2 separate regions of the Rattus norvegicus genome follow, and region 2 is linked to region 1. A link is a contact called in public Hi-C data. All regions are on one chromosome and are shown on one strand. Each heading gives the region's core, a stretch centred on a gene start, on an enhancer-like site or on the middle of the called end of the contact. The rest is flanking DNA. Distances are from core to core; before and after follow the strand shown.

Region 1 (7,122 bases), core at 485-2,984:
GGAGAACCTCAAGTCTTCTGTTTCCGCCTCCCAAGTACTGGGAGTATAGGTCGTGCACTACCATGTCTGTTTTAGGTGGTGCTGGAGACTACACCAGGCTTCACTCTATCAAGTGAACTACACCGTCAGTCTGACACCATTCATTCCTAACCCACATCCTGGAATGCTGGCTCTCTGCACCCAGAAAGTGGCACTGGACTAGCTGTGTTTTGAGTTTGCTAACGAAGATTACTCAAGGCAAACATCTGTTGCTTTCCAGAACAAACCATATCCACTCTAGATTCAGGTTATTTGAATGACAAGCTCTTTCTGATCTAGTCCAATTGATACTTAAGTACTGCTCTGGAAGTTGATCTGTCTTACGTTCTAATTATATTTAGAACTCTTTTCACACTGCATCATTCAAACAGATGCCTGGACAGCTGTTGTGATTTTTTTTTTTCCTAGAGTTTCACAAAGACAGATTTCAGTGAGGTTTTTAAAAATAAATGACACAGGTGTTATCTATGAGTCAATCAGCACATTAGCTATAAAAATAATGATGTTAGTTAGGGAAATGGGATTTTCAGTGTTTCAATCAATCTATTTTCATTTGGTTGTATCCCCCACTCCACCACCAAATAAAAACTAGCTTCTCCTGGGACTAACTAGGATATCCCAGTCTAGGTTATTGCTCTAATATTATCACATAATGAAATGATTCAACAAGGCCCTTTCCAGAGACTGAAATCCCAGCAAAACTGATCGGGCACTGTCCAGACAGTATACAAATGCTCTCATGCTCAGTATAATGTTTTCTTTCAGGATGTTTAGAGATATTGGAGGCAACTTAATGTCTCGAATAGCAGAAGCAACAGAGATAGCTGAAATTCCTGAACACACATGAATGACTTCTCGTGGGGTCCAGAAGTGCTGGGCCAAAACGGAATAGCTCTACCCCATGTCTTCACTTTTGAAACAAGGCTGCACACCAAACACTTTGCATTTGTGAAACCTTTATATGCATTTATGGGTAATTACATTTTATCTTTGGGTTTTCTCACCCTTATTGATCTTCACAGAGATCCACCCAGCAGTGTCTTGTGGGCACAATTACTAACAGGCACAGCTGTGGTTGGACTCAGACTTTCTAAGTTCAGGCCTTTTGTAATTAAAAACAGTAGCAACAGCAGGAGTTAATAATTGTAATGCATTTGCCATGTGTTAAGGGTCCTGAATATTTTGAATTATTCAAATTATTAAAAATATTGCATAAAATTATCTTTAGCCCTCATGTATAGGGTATATATTGAAAACAATGTTAATGAATTTTAAGTTGAAACTTGGGTCCTGTCCCTAATTTACCGAATTATGTACATGCAAAAAAATGATGATATCTGAAAAATCCCCCAACACTGTGGTTCTGAGTCCTTTGGATAAGGGATACTTAAACCTGTAAGATTACTACTTAGAGAAGCAGAAAGCAAGATCACAGAGAGCAAAGTAACATGGCCACAATAACACTGTGGTCATGCCAAGGTGTAAGCCAGGCCCAGGCTTTACACTTGCTCCCTCAACAGTTCTGCTAGACTGACCTCCAATAGCACAGCTGTGCTCATCAAAATCTCTCCCTTTCCATCCATGACTCAAGCAAAATTACTTGCAAGAAGCCAGAGTCCAGGGCTGCCCAAGAGGCTCCACACGGCTACACTCATGTGTGCAGCACAGGTCCCGGGCACTGTGGTCTCTTGCTCCTGCACAGTGGAAGACACTTTGCAGACACGGGCTGGTTAGCATTCTTACTGCCTAAGCTCTGGGTGTCACACAGCTGGCGTACTGAAATGGACTCTGGAAATAACCAAGTCTTCACCAGCATAGAGTGGAGTATTAACTTCCTCTGGGTTATAACTCTCTGAAGATTAAAACACAAAATCAACAATTTGAAAAGCTAACTACTGACCCTGAAATCAGGGAATTAGCATACCACATAAGACCTACCAATCATTTATAACCTATAATTTGTAAATAGGCTTTGTTCAGCTACAGTGCTTTGAAAAACATAAGCAGTAGTGAATATTTAAAAAGCAAAATTCCAATTTTCATTTTCTCTAGAAAAACTATCATCGAGAGCAGCAGGCAGGGCAGGGCAGGGCAGCTGTTCTTCAGCACAGTCCTACAGAGGCAGCAGACTGCTCGTGTACTGTGCATCCCAGACCCTGCGGTGCAGAGAGCCACTCAGAGGATGAGCTGCAAGTGTACCAGAGCCCTTGCAGATCCCTGCTCTCCTCTCAGTACACTCTGCCAGCCTTGCTGTGTAATGCAGTAAGTGAGATTATAGACTTGGAGTGACTGTGATCGTTAATCTTCACTGTCAACTTCACTTGATTTAGAATCACCATGGAAACACGCCTTTGAGTATGTCTATGAGGGTATTTCCAGAAAGGTTCAACTTAGAAGGGAAGACTTATCCCTGAATATGGACAACTGCTGTTCATGGCTTTAGGATAAACGATCCTTCCTACTATGTTGCCCACTCTGCAATGTGAGGGAAACTAGCTAACTAGATCATACCCACAGACTTTATAGAAGAAAGCCAGTCACTGGTCAAAAGCTTGGAGTCCTTTAAAGCCATTCTACCTTGTTTATGATTGTCATAAAGATTACAGGCAAGGAGAAAGGCTGGGGCTGCATTCACTGGCCCATTCTGGAGGTGCCATCAGGTTTCTTCCTGGAAAATGACTATGGCCTCCTGCCTGTAGCTGTGCCACTGACTTTCGTCAGGCAGGGTCAGGATGCAAGCCACCTGAGAAATTATTAAATTTACACACAGAGTCACAGACGAACTACACCTATAATGAAATGTCCTTCACCAAATTGGATGTTCTAGTGTTTCTAATTATTTCTAACTAATAGTGTTTCCTCAATTAGTCAATAAGTCCCTACTAAATCAAGTGCCTGAAATAAGTAATCTACATAATTTAAGGGCTTTCTCCTGTCTGGGTCCCAAACAACTACTAAAAGCACATGTGGGGGTAAAAGTATCACTAGAATGAGTCATCAGAACGGTTTATACTATAACCAGTTGAACTTTAAATAGAAGCTTTTAATTTTAAAGTGAGGTTAGCACAACCATTTCTAAATGGTATTTTTTGTCTTAATACTGTGTACAATGAGAGGCAGTAGGTAATGTTCACATTGTTAAAAAGAAAATCCTGATTGTTAGAATGGCTGCAGTCAACCCGGTTGTATTGTTTCAAATAAGCAGATTGCACAAAGGTTAATAAAGTGTTCAGTGAAAGAGCACAATAGGGCTAGCAGATGCTAGCAGGGCCCCTCCGTGAATTAGAACAGCTCTGGGAATCCAAATCTTCTTCCACATTTATAAGGGCTGTTGCTGAAGAGGCACTTGGGCCTCGTTCTCTCTCCTCAGAAGTCAAAGAAAAGGTTTATCAGGAACTCTCGCCAAGAGTGGGAAGGGTTAACTCTTGGCTAGCTCACAGTATCCATGCTCCTGCCTGTGCTACTAATAAGGAAGTGCTAAAAAATGACCATCACCATGTGTTAACTGATAGCTTTGGGGTGTTACAGAAACAGTTCTCAGCTATGTGTCCTTCAACAAACCACCACCAACTACTAGATGAGAACAGAAAGGTGGCTTCTGCCCTTGGGGAACTTATCCGGGGGCAGGAAATAAGAAGTGGCAAATGACTGCTGTGGTAGCTCACACCTGCAAAACTCAGCATTTAGGGGACTGAGCCAGGACTGGTTTGTGTTCCAGGCCAGCCTGTGCTACACAGTGAGACTTTCTCAACAAACCAAAACCAAAACAGGGACAAATAACACCAACAAACATGGTCCCTATCCGTGATCCTACAGCTGTCACCAATGGATGGGGCAGATGACAGGACTGAGTTTACCAAGCCATTCGTCTCCTCCGATGTTACTTTCATAAGGACAAATACTGTTGTGGCTGATGAGAGATCACTTTAAAGGGGGGGGGGAGCGTTAGAATTGTAAAATGTCCCTTAACAAGGAAGCTATCTATTGAAATGGCAGGTGAGCAAGGGAAGCAGCCAGTGCTGAACACGTGTACACTTATTTCCTGACAAGGTCGGATGACACACTAGACTATTTTTAAAAATTATATGCTAGGATTTCAATCTGACTAGTGATTCAACTCAACTTCAAAAAAGGAGGAAGCTCGCACAGTCTTTCTAGCTCATTAAGCTCCTGCTATTCCTGTCAGTCAGTGCCCTAACCCTAGACCTTTGCATTTGCTGCAAACTTAAGCAGCCCTGACATGACTTACTCTGCTCCACAGACTTCATTCTCTCGCTTAACAAAATGTTTGTATCACAACAGACCTCACTAAACATTTATTTGGAGAGGAGACCCACTATGGTCCCAGAACTTTCAGTAATGAGACCTTTCCATGAGGAAGCTTTTCTCACATCAGCATGGAGAAAGTTAAGGTTCCCGCTGTCTGGCCCCACCAGCCATGTGCTTGCGCAGGGGAAAACCCAAGCCTTGAGCTATCTCAGAGCTCCATCTGTTCTCACTGCCTCAAGCTACAGCTCAGCTCCCAGGTGCACCGAACCACATCTATCAAAATATTTACCCCTAAAATAGCTCTGTAATAAGAGCGGAATGTCCTTTTTGATGATTTCCTTTGAAAAATACATATGTATTTAACTGGCAACTCCAACCTTTCAGACACGAATCTATTTAATAAAAGCCTCCCTTCATGCTGGCTACAGTTGCTCTACTATAGAACTTACAAGCACAGAACTTAGCATAAGCTTCAATTCCACACGGGTCTGTTCTGACTCCAGTTCCATCACGGCCTCCATGTGGTGGTAGGGACAGTGTGAGCCTTTAACAGAAATGGCACACTAATGCTGCGAGCTGCCCGTGAAAGCTACATGACTTCTTGGCAGTTTTTGGACAGGTTCAGGTGAGTTTCAGCATCTGGGACTACGATCTATGTTACAGATGGAAAAAGCAAAATATCACCCAAAGAAAGAGGAAAGAGGTTCTCCGGACTGAAGCAAAAGCATACCAAAATCTACCCACCTTCCAGCCTCAGCACAGTGGAAATACTTCTACCATACTGTCAAGGCATAATCAGTTCCTAAAACAATGGCTCAGCGTTTGAGTCACCCAGAGCGTGAAGGGCAAGTAAAAGGTCAGTTCCGGCATGCTCCACAAAAGCAAACAAGGAGCAGGAGGAGCTGTGCCAGCACCATACAGGCCTTGGCTGTTACTGCCAGGGCATGGCAAATGAAGATCTTGGCTTCAGGCTTCTTCAACCCTTGTGTTCTGCCTTCAAGCTTCTCCAGACTCTCCCAACTTCCTCCCCTCCAAAGGAAATCAGGGAAGGGTGGGAACAAACCTGAGAGAAGGGCCAGGACGATTGCTCAGAACCACCCCCTCCATGGCTCTGGAGAACCCAAAGATGGTGCAGCATCTCCAGAACAAGTGGCACTAGTTCCCAGAAGCACCCGCAATTCCCTCACTAGTAGTTACCAGAGCACCTTTCTCTCTCCGTCCAGTTATCATCTCACTATAATCAATTAAAATCTATGCACATGGTGAACCCTGACTATTTTTTAAGAGCCTGAGTATGTTTATATTTTAGGTTCTCTGCCACTGACATGATATTTAACATCAAAAGTTGTACTAAAAATTCAATTAAAATAATTTTCTGGCAAATTTTCAAAGAATTTTTGCACTTTTTTTTGTCTTAGAACTACTTAGTGACTGGTTATTTGTTTAATGTATAGTCTGAAGAGATTTCTTAGTAATCACATGTGAGTTAAGCATTTAAAGAAGATAACAAAAATCTTTGTTTATATGCAAACATATGCATGTATTTATCTGCAAACACATTTAAACCTGTCTTGCTTTTGAGGTCTTACAAAGAGGCTTCTCAGTTACCATAGTCCTCATGTCTAAGGACTATCAGTGCTTGACTGGAGACAGGCAGGCCACTGGAGAAGGAGGCCCTCTGCCCTCTGCAGGGAACAACGGAAAGATGCCAAGTGAAAGCTGAAGGGAAGCCTGGTGGCTGAAGAAGTTACCTGAACCCACGTCCCAGAGCCTCAAGCTCAGAAGACAGGAATAGGTCACCACGAAACAATCCCTTAGTATGGCCAACAAGGGTGACATAAGAGAAGAAACACTTCCATCCACTGAGAACTCATAACCTGTCTGAGGTTGTAAGAGCCAGGACTGGCATACGGAGTGTGAGACAGAAAACGAAAACTGTCAGAGACCCCAAATACCGGAGCCCTTCATGTGAGCAGTGTCAGGGACTTATAACAGGACACAACCACTCACAGTGCCATTTCTGTAGACAGATACCCACGAATGAACAGTGCCATGGAAGGTTGGGGCATACTAAGGCTTTGCAGAAGTGATGGCAGCACTAACGTCATTGGGATTCTAGGGATGAGAAGAAAACGGATGGTGATGAATATACACAATGAAAAAGAGAAACGCACACCTGTGTACACAACAGCAGCAGAGTCCCATCTACTCTCCTTTGTCTTTCGGCTTCTGCTCTGTTCAAATGTTCATGGACTTTCCACCATGTCAGACACTGTAGCAGGCACTGGGTACATCATCAGGAAAATACATGAAAAGTGCGCTCTTGTCTAAGTGATATTCTGTAGCCAGAGACAGGAGGGCAGTGGACTGAGCAGGTGATTCAGAATGACAGAAAGTAAAGCAAGATGTAGGTCCTGAAAACAGCCAGCCCTTCCCTCAGCAGAAGCAAGGGAGAAGAGGACTTGATGCCACAGGGGGAACAGGGAATGGGCTGAGGAACAGTATGGCAGCAGGGAAGATTCGAACGAGTCCAGCTGTGCTCAGCTGGTAAGGGCCTCCTGGCAGACTGTATAACCAAGCCATGCCTAGCAGTAGTGGCTGGCTTACAGGGCCAGGACACGGACAGGTTAAGTGGTCTTTATCTGAGCTGCCAGTCTGCAGAAAGTTGAATCTGGAAGAGCCTGTGTTTCGGTTAAAGTCCTGGAGCAGGACAAAAGACAGAGGCTGGCTGGACGGATGGCACAGTGGGAGGTGAGGTGATCAAAGGAGCGCATAGTGCTGGTGGCCACTCTAGTAAATCTGCCAAGTATGCAG
Region 2 (6,564 bases), core at 768-3,267, 120 kb before region 1:
ACCCCACCTCTGAGGTGGCTGCTCTAGTACCAACTGGGGGGAAAAAAATCTCTCTGCTGCCCTCTCCTCCCGCCCCATCCGTTTCTTTCCCAAAACTGTTCTCATCCACCAAGAAGAGTTTTTCCTCTGGGCTTGACCACGCGTCTGAGATTTCACGCGGGTGGACAGTAGGTGGCAGCAGCAAACGGGGAGGAGGGGCGCGACGCGGAGGGGGGGGGTTGGAGTGGGGGAGGCTTTCAGGTGAGTTGTTGGAAACCCAGATGCCACTTTTAACTCCAGAAGAATGAAAGGAGTCGGTGGGGCCCTCCGTGGCCCGGAGACAGGATGTCCGACTCACAAAGCGCAGACTGCGCAGCCGTCCTCGGCTAGGCGCTCTCCGGGAGAGCCCGGCCATCCTGTATCTAGTTGTACTCCTTCCTAATGTTGCAAGGAAAATTGCCGGCCTCAAACTAAAGCGAGTGGAAGCGAGCCACTGGAAGTTTTCCAACAGTCCGACGCTGGCCATAAGCCCTCCCAGGCCTAAGACCACCCCCTCCTAACACTTCCTGGGGTGGGCTGTATTCTGGTCCCAACCGGAGTTCAAGTCCAGAATCCCCCAGGTAGAAGCCCCACTCCGGTCTATGCAGAAACCATGCCGCGAACCTCCGGCAAAAAGATTGCCAGTTGCTCCAAGTCCCGAGGAAGGTACCCACTGCAGGGCGTCCTTCCAGGACAAGGGGGAGGAGGGGGATGAGAGCAGGGCAATGGCATGGCCCTGGAATCCATTGCAATTCCAAACTTAAATGGAACGCCAGGCGCCAAAGAACAGAACAGAGATAAAAGAACCGAACCCTGCACTTCCTCTAGGCCGCCGAACTTTCACCATTAACATCCACAGGAAACCCCTCAACCTCCAAAAAGACGAAGCTGACCAAAATACCCTCCTTATCCGACTCAATGCCCTTATCTGTTTTGCCAGAGCCAAGCGCTGGCGGGAGCGTGGTCCGGGTGGGTTGGAACTTAAGCACTTCTGTGGACTATCCAGACCCGCAACCTCCGCCCCAGGATGCTTACCTTGCAGCGCAGCTCGCGGCCGGTGTGGATGCACAGTGCCCGGGACACATGCTCGCGCTCAGCTAGGGGTAGCAGCAGGTAGTCGGCGATTCGGCTGGGCCCGGGTGCGCTCACACAGCTGCCGCCGGTCCCCTGCGCCGAGGGTGGAGGCTGAGGACTGCAGGGCGAGCCGGGGGGACTGAGGTAGTCAGGGGGATTCGAGCACTCAGAGAGGCGCGGACACTTGGCCGCCACGGCCGCCGCGTCGTCCGTGTCCAGCAGGCGTTTGGCCGGGGTGCCCCGGGCAGCCGGGAACAGTAGAGCCGGTCCGCGGGGCTGCGAGGCGCCGCTCAGGGCAAAACGCACGGGACCGACCCGCATCGCGGCCCTGGCCGGAGCGGCCCCGGCTTTGTAAATCCCTGGATCCGCGCTACGACTTCCAGTCCGCGGGATGGAGTCTGCAGATAGAGCTTGGATCGGTCCCCAAAAGGAGCAAAACGAGAGCAGTTCCAGGACGCTGATGTTGTACACGAGAACCACACTGGCCACGCGTCCAAGGGTGGGAGGCCGGCTAAGGTCCCCAGACCCCGGCAGGCACCAGGTCTGGACGCCTCGCTGGCGGTGGCGGCCGCTATTGTTGCCGAGACCGTGGATAGCCCGGGACGTGGAGGCCGCCCGAGTTCCCGGGTGCTGAGCCTGGAGGACAGATTCCGCAGGCTCGTTGGCTTCACCGAGCAAACGCACTTCCCAAAGCAATTAGTCTTGAGTAAAAGCCGGTGCAACTTTTCCGCGCCGCTCGGGATCCTGCGCGCTCCTGGGCTCCAGGCGTGTGAGCGAGCGAGACGCGCTTAGAGAGAGTGACTGAATATGAGTGTGTGCCGCACTGATCCCGGCCAGTGCACTCCTTCTCCTTTTCCTCCACCTCCTCCGCCTCCCGGTGACTCACGCTGTATACACACACACACACTCACAGCCCGGGCTGTGTAAACAGTTGGGAAGCCGGGTTGTGCAATGAGGTGGCAGCGACGACTCCGGCCCCGTCGCCCGGCTAGCAGTCACCGGAGCGGAGGGAGGAGACTTAGGGGGAGAGGAGGTGGAGTTGGAGGCTGGGACAGTAGGGGTGGCCGGAGGCCTGGAGATGCTCCCGACCGCGCGCGCCTAGGCGCAGGTGGGAACGTCCTGGGACGCCTTGGGCGCGCACACGCCCCCCTAGGTTGGGCTGGGCAGCAGGCTGCGCGCGCCCTACCGCAGGCCCGCGGGCTGGTAGCCCAGGGAGGAGGCGGAGGAAAAGCTCCCGTGACGTCAGGTTCCCGGGGAAGTGGGCGGGAGGGGCGGGGCAGCGGGGGCGAAACGACTGCGGATTGGTGCACGCGCATCATTCACACAACACAATGGATCCCGAGCTCCGGGCGTCCGCGCGCACCTCCAGGCTCCGCACCGGCAACTGGCTGCGACCCAGCGGTCACGCCTTTACCCTGGTGGGTTCCCCCCGCCGCTCTGCATTCTGGGGAGCTCCCGGTGGAGCTGTGGGCGCCGCCGAGTCGCGGCTGCAGCCGGAGGAAGGGGCGAGAGGAAAGGTGATGAATTCCATTATCAGTCATTCACCCCCACGCGGTAGTTCCGGGGAAGACCTGTGCGTGGTAGTGAATGTGGCTTTTTTTTTCCCCTCTTTTCCTGCCCCCTCCCAACTCTAATCCCCAGCGTCTGTTCGCTTCCACAAATAGAACCTTCTGTTGGATGAAATAAAAGCAAACACTGGGCCTTCTGCTCTGCCTCCACCTCCACGCCCCTCCCGCGCCTGCCGCCCGCCCGGATTGCACGGAAATAGCCTCTCCAAGCTCCTGGGCCGCCCCTTCGCGGTGACTCGCAGAAAGAGCTTCCTGAGCTCCGGCCGGTGGGAAACAAAGGATGTGGGGAACTGGCGGAAGGAGCCCACGTGGCTGGCGCCAGATTCCTGTCCCCTCCAGCCTGCATACGCGCCGGAGGGTCTAGGGCGCCAATGCGGCCGGGAGTATTAGATACTGAGCTACGGGTCATTCTATCCACTGCTTGGGATACTAGGTCGCGTGTATACGTTCATGCAGTTTTGAGTTGTGTAAACAGCTTGCAACCACATTTTGTGTTGCTGGGTTTTGTTTGTTTGGCTTTTTTTTTTTCTTTCTTCCTCTCCACTTCTTTCGCAAACCAGGTCAGTTTGGAGTCTGGATCCTCACGAAGCATAGAAACTATTATCAAAATCCTTTCTTGTATTTATGCTGAATAATTAATTTTCTAAAACCAGGTCAAGCCCAAAAATAAATCCTTTTCATTATTAATTCTCCAGCCATTCAACAAACGCTAATTAAGCATCTCCAAGGGTTAGGCGCTGGGGATTAGGAGACTTAAATTGAAACAGTAATGATAATTGGCATCAGTTGTGGCGTGAGGGGGCGGGGGGGGGGCAGGCTCCTTGTTCTCGGCACTTGTATTTGGTATGCACTTTAGTTTTTGCACTCACTTTATAGGGTTACATTTTGCTCCATTTGATTCAAAAACAAAAACAGAAGCCTAGAACCCTTAACCTCCTTGCTGTGATTCAAAGACTACCGGAAGCAGTCAAGCTCTCCAGCACTCTTATAAACTCAGAGGAGACCACAACTTGCCAAGAAAGGAACCGTTAAGGAGGCCTCCGTCAGATTATGAGAACTGACCAGAGGAGAGCTATCTATGAACAGCAGCTTGGCCAGGAGAGGGAGGGATGCACAGAAGGGCAGGGCACTCTCCCCGAAGGGAGAATCTTGACAGGTTGTGGGGATCGAGGGTGTTTAGGACATAGCGCTAGATGCTAAGGTTTTTCTACCTGGCAAGATTCTCTCCTGAGCTGCCGAGCTGCAAGCTGGGCTTGTCGCTGGATAATGAACCCAGTACTATTATGGGTATCTTAACCTGAATGCTGTAACTTCCCTTTAGCCTCTTCTGGGAGAGACAACACCACAGAGCACTGTTGCCATGAGCTGAACAGGGACCCTCTTCTATCCTGCTCAGCTCCCTGATGGCCTTCACAAACTCACTGGGCTTTTTTGCCCAGTATGACCAGTGGGAGGCTCTGGAAGACCATGAGCAGGTGGGAGGCAGAAGAGAGTTACCAGGATTCATCCTTCTCCCTGCTTGGGCATCCATCGATAGCAACCTCTCTGTGTGATGATTGTCTGGACAGCTGCACTCCTCTTAGAGACTAGATTTTTCTCCCTGGTTGCTGCAAGGGAATATCATTGCTGTGACTGAAAAGGGCCGAGCTGCCCCTCACGGGAGGTCCACATCCAATGACTGTATGGTGGAAGGATAAAGCCCAGTCCATTTGCTAGGACCTGGATTACCTCTGCATTCCCCGTTTCCAAGCTTCCAGCTGGAGGAACAGAAACCTTAGATTTCAGTAAGCCTAGCTATTCCTCCTGCCCTATCCAGCTCTTTTCCTGCCTTCCCTTGCTGGGCACCTCATCCTCCATTCTGTTTCTCATTTCCAGTGGAGTATACTGCCTGGGGAGCCTAGTCCATGGGATCCTCTCTGCTGGGACCCAGCTCACTCCAAGGATTCTGGTCTCCTGGGATCAGGTGACATCATCTTATCCTCCAGTCCTAGGGTGACAGCAACTTCCTGATGCTAAATTCTGAGTCACCCACAGGACTATTCTTTGTTCTTTGATTTCTGCTCTTTGGATACTTTTGGAACTAGTTCCCCATAGGAAATCCATCTTGGTAAATTTGTTGACCTGAATTCCGTTTCCTTGTCTAGCACCTTCTCCACCAACCCTCAACTTAGTGCAAGACTATATACTAACTTCCTTCAGTGAGCTTCTGAACTGTAAAACATCCTTTCAGCCAACAGCAAATACCTACTGTGTGTCAGGGTACCTACTAAGTGCTGTGGACAAATGAAAGCTGCCTCCCTCGATTCCTTTTTCACACAACAATAGAGGAACCCTTGAAACTTGAACCTGATGGCAGCGGGCTCTGGCTTAACCCTGAAGGACTCAGAGAGGAAAGCCACATCTCATTAGAAAAGCAGGCCTTCGTTCAGGTCTCACTTCTGTTTCCAGACTTGCCTTTTTCATCTCCTGGTCTCTGTCCTATTTGTGCTAGATCCTGGCAGGGCCCCAAACACACCTGCCAATTCACACCTCTGCACAGTTGCCTGAAATGTTCCCTCCCACTAGCATCTTTCTTCTTCCTCTGCCAAACTAATGAGCTCTTACTCACCCTGCAAAACACCTTCTATATTTTCCCAGCACCTGCAGTCAGGTGTAAATTGCATCCAGCTGCAAGGACATCTCACCTCCCGTGACTCTTTTAGCTGGACTGCATTTCCAGGAAAGAAGAGTCGGACCATAACCACTCTGGCGCCAAGCTCAAGTTCTATCACAAAAGAGGGGTTCAGCAAGTGCCTGTGGGATGAGGGGCACCCACTAGGACTGCTGGCGATGGGGATTGTTGGGGAAAACAACATTTGGGCAGAGACAGGACTGGAAACTCCATGACACATTTCCGAGTTCAACACAGAAATCCCGCCTAGATGATGATAGGCTGTGGATAGCCCAAGAGAGCAGCAAGTTAAGCTTTGAAGGAATGTGTGCAGGAATGGGCAGATGGACCACTGGCAGAGCCTGCCCGTAACAAGGACAAGGGAGTGAAGTTGTCTTGATTTTGGTCCCAGGAATTTATTTGCTGCCAAGTCTGGACTGGATTTCCCTCCAGCTTCTCGGGTACTGATCTGGCAGCCAACTGCTCTTTTTTGTACCTTGATTGTCTCACCTGTGCTATGGGTATAAGAAAGACCTGCTCTTCTTTCCCTGCAAGGGAACAAGTAACTATAAGATATTGGAAAGTGCTTTAGGGATTATTAGTTTGTACGTGAATGTGGCCAGGATTGTGAAGGCTCGACATAGCCCAGAATTCAAAAGGGCCTTTACATGAAAACCCAAGACAATGAATAAAACCTATCAGTCAATAGGATGAAGGCAGGAAGTAATTCTTCCTGGTTAAACGGTGATGTTGGCTCTATGACAATGTCTACCACATGGTACCACTTGCCAGCTCCTCTGGTACACTGGCAATGTGAGTTAGAAGCCTAGATCCCCGCCCCCTCTGTGGTGTGTGTGTGTGTGTGTGTGTGTGTGTGTGTGTGTGTGTGTGTTTTCTCTCTGTGTATATCCATCTGTTCTCTGGGTGTATATGTGTGTGTATCTGTTATCTGTGTGTGTGTGTGTGTGTGTGTTCTGAGTGTATGTCTGTTATGTGTATATGTGTGTGTATGTTATCTGTGTGTATGTTATCTGTGTGTGTATGACTGTTCTTTATATATATCTGTATGTGTGTGTGTGCGTGTGCATGTGTGTATTTGTATCTGTGTGTCTCTGCATATGTCTGTTCTCTGTGTGTGTGTGTGTGTGTGTGTGTGTGTGTGTGTGTGTGTGTGGTGTATAAATGTGAGCTCATGTCCTGCATAGCCTCAGCACATGCTGAGTTGAAAGTAAATGCTCAGTACTGGTTGAGTTG

The links. A called contact is a pair of places that touch in the nucleus more often than the background predicts.
Region 2: a Hi-C map of psoas muscle shows a contact between it and region 1, with 2.0 times the contacts expected there. The contact joins the promoter of Trib1 here to the enhancer-like site in region 1. A contact is called at or near these places in 4 of 12 Hi-C or Micro-C datasets (kidney, liver, mammary epithelial cells and 1 more).

The regions. Positions count from the first base shown.
Region 1 is chr7:92,972,858-92,979,979 of GRCr8, reverse strand. The region is part of intron 4 of Nsmce2 (NSE2/MMS21 homolog, SMC5-SMC6 complex SUMO ligase); the gene reads right to left. It also overlaps the pseudogene LOC134479617. Among named protein-coding and RNA genes, the nearest start is that of Trib1, 120 kb to the left of the region's middle. Within about 2 kb of position 1,734, at least 6 of the 93 cell types and tissues checked have an H3K27ac peak or open chromatin away from gene starts, as enhancers often do. A contact at or near this core is called in kidney, where this site is marked.
Region 2 is chr7:93,091,454-93,098,017 of GRCr8, reverse strand. Trib1 (tribbles pseudokinase 1) reads right to left here and starts at 2,017. Exons shown (of 3, transcript NM_023985.1): 1 at 1,054-2,017. The coding sequence starts at 1,413. LOC690120 (hypothetical protein LOC690120) reads left to right here and starts at 2,425. Exons shown (of 2, transcript NR_131067.1): 1 at 2,425-2,609; 2 at 2,757-3,347.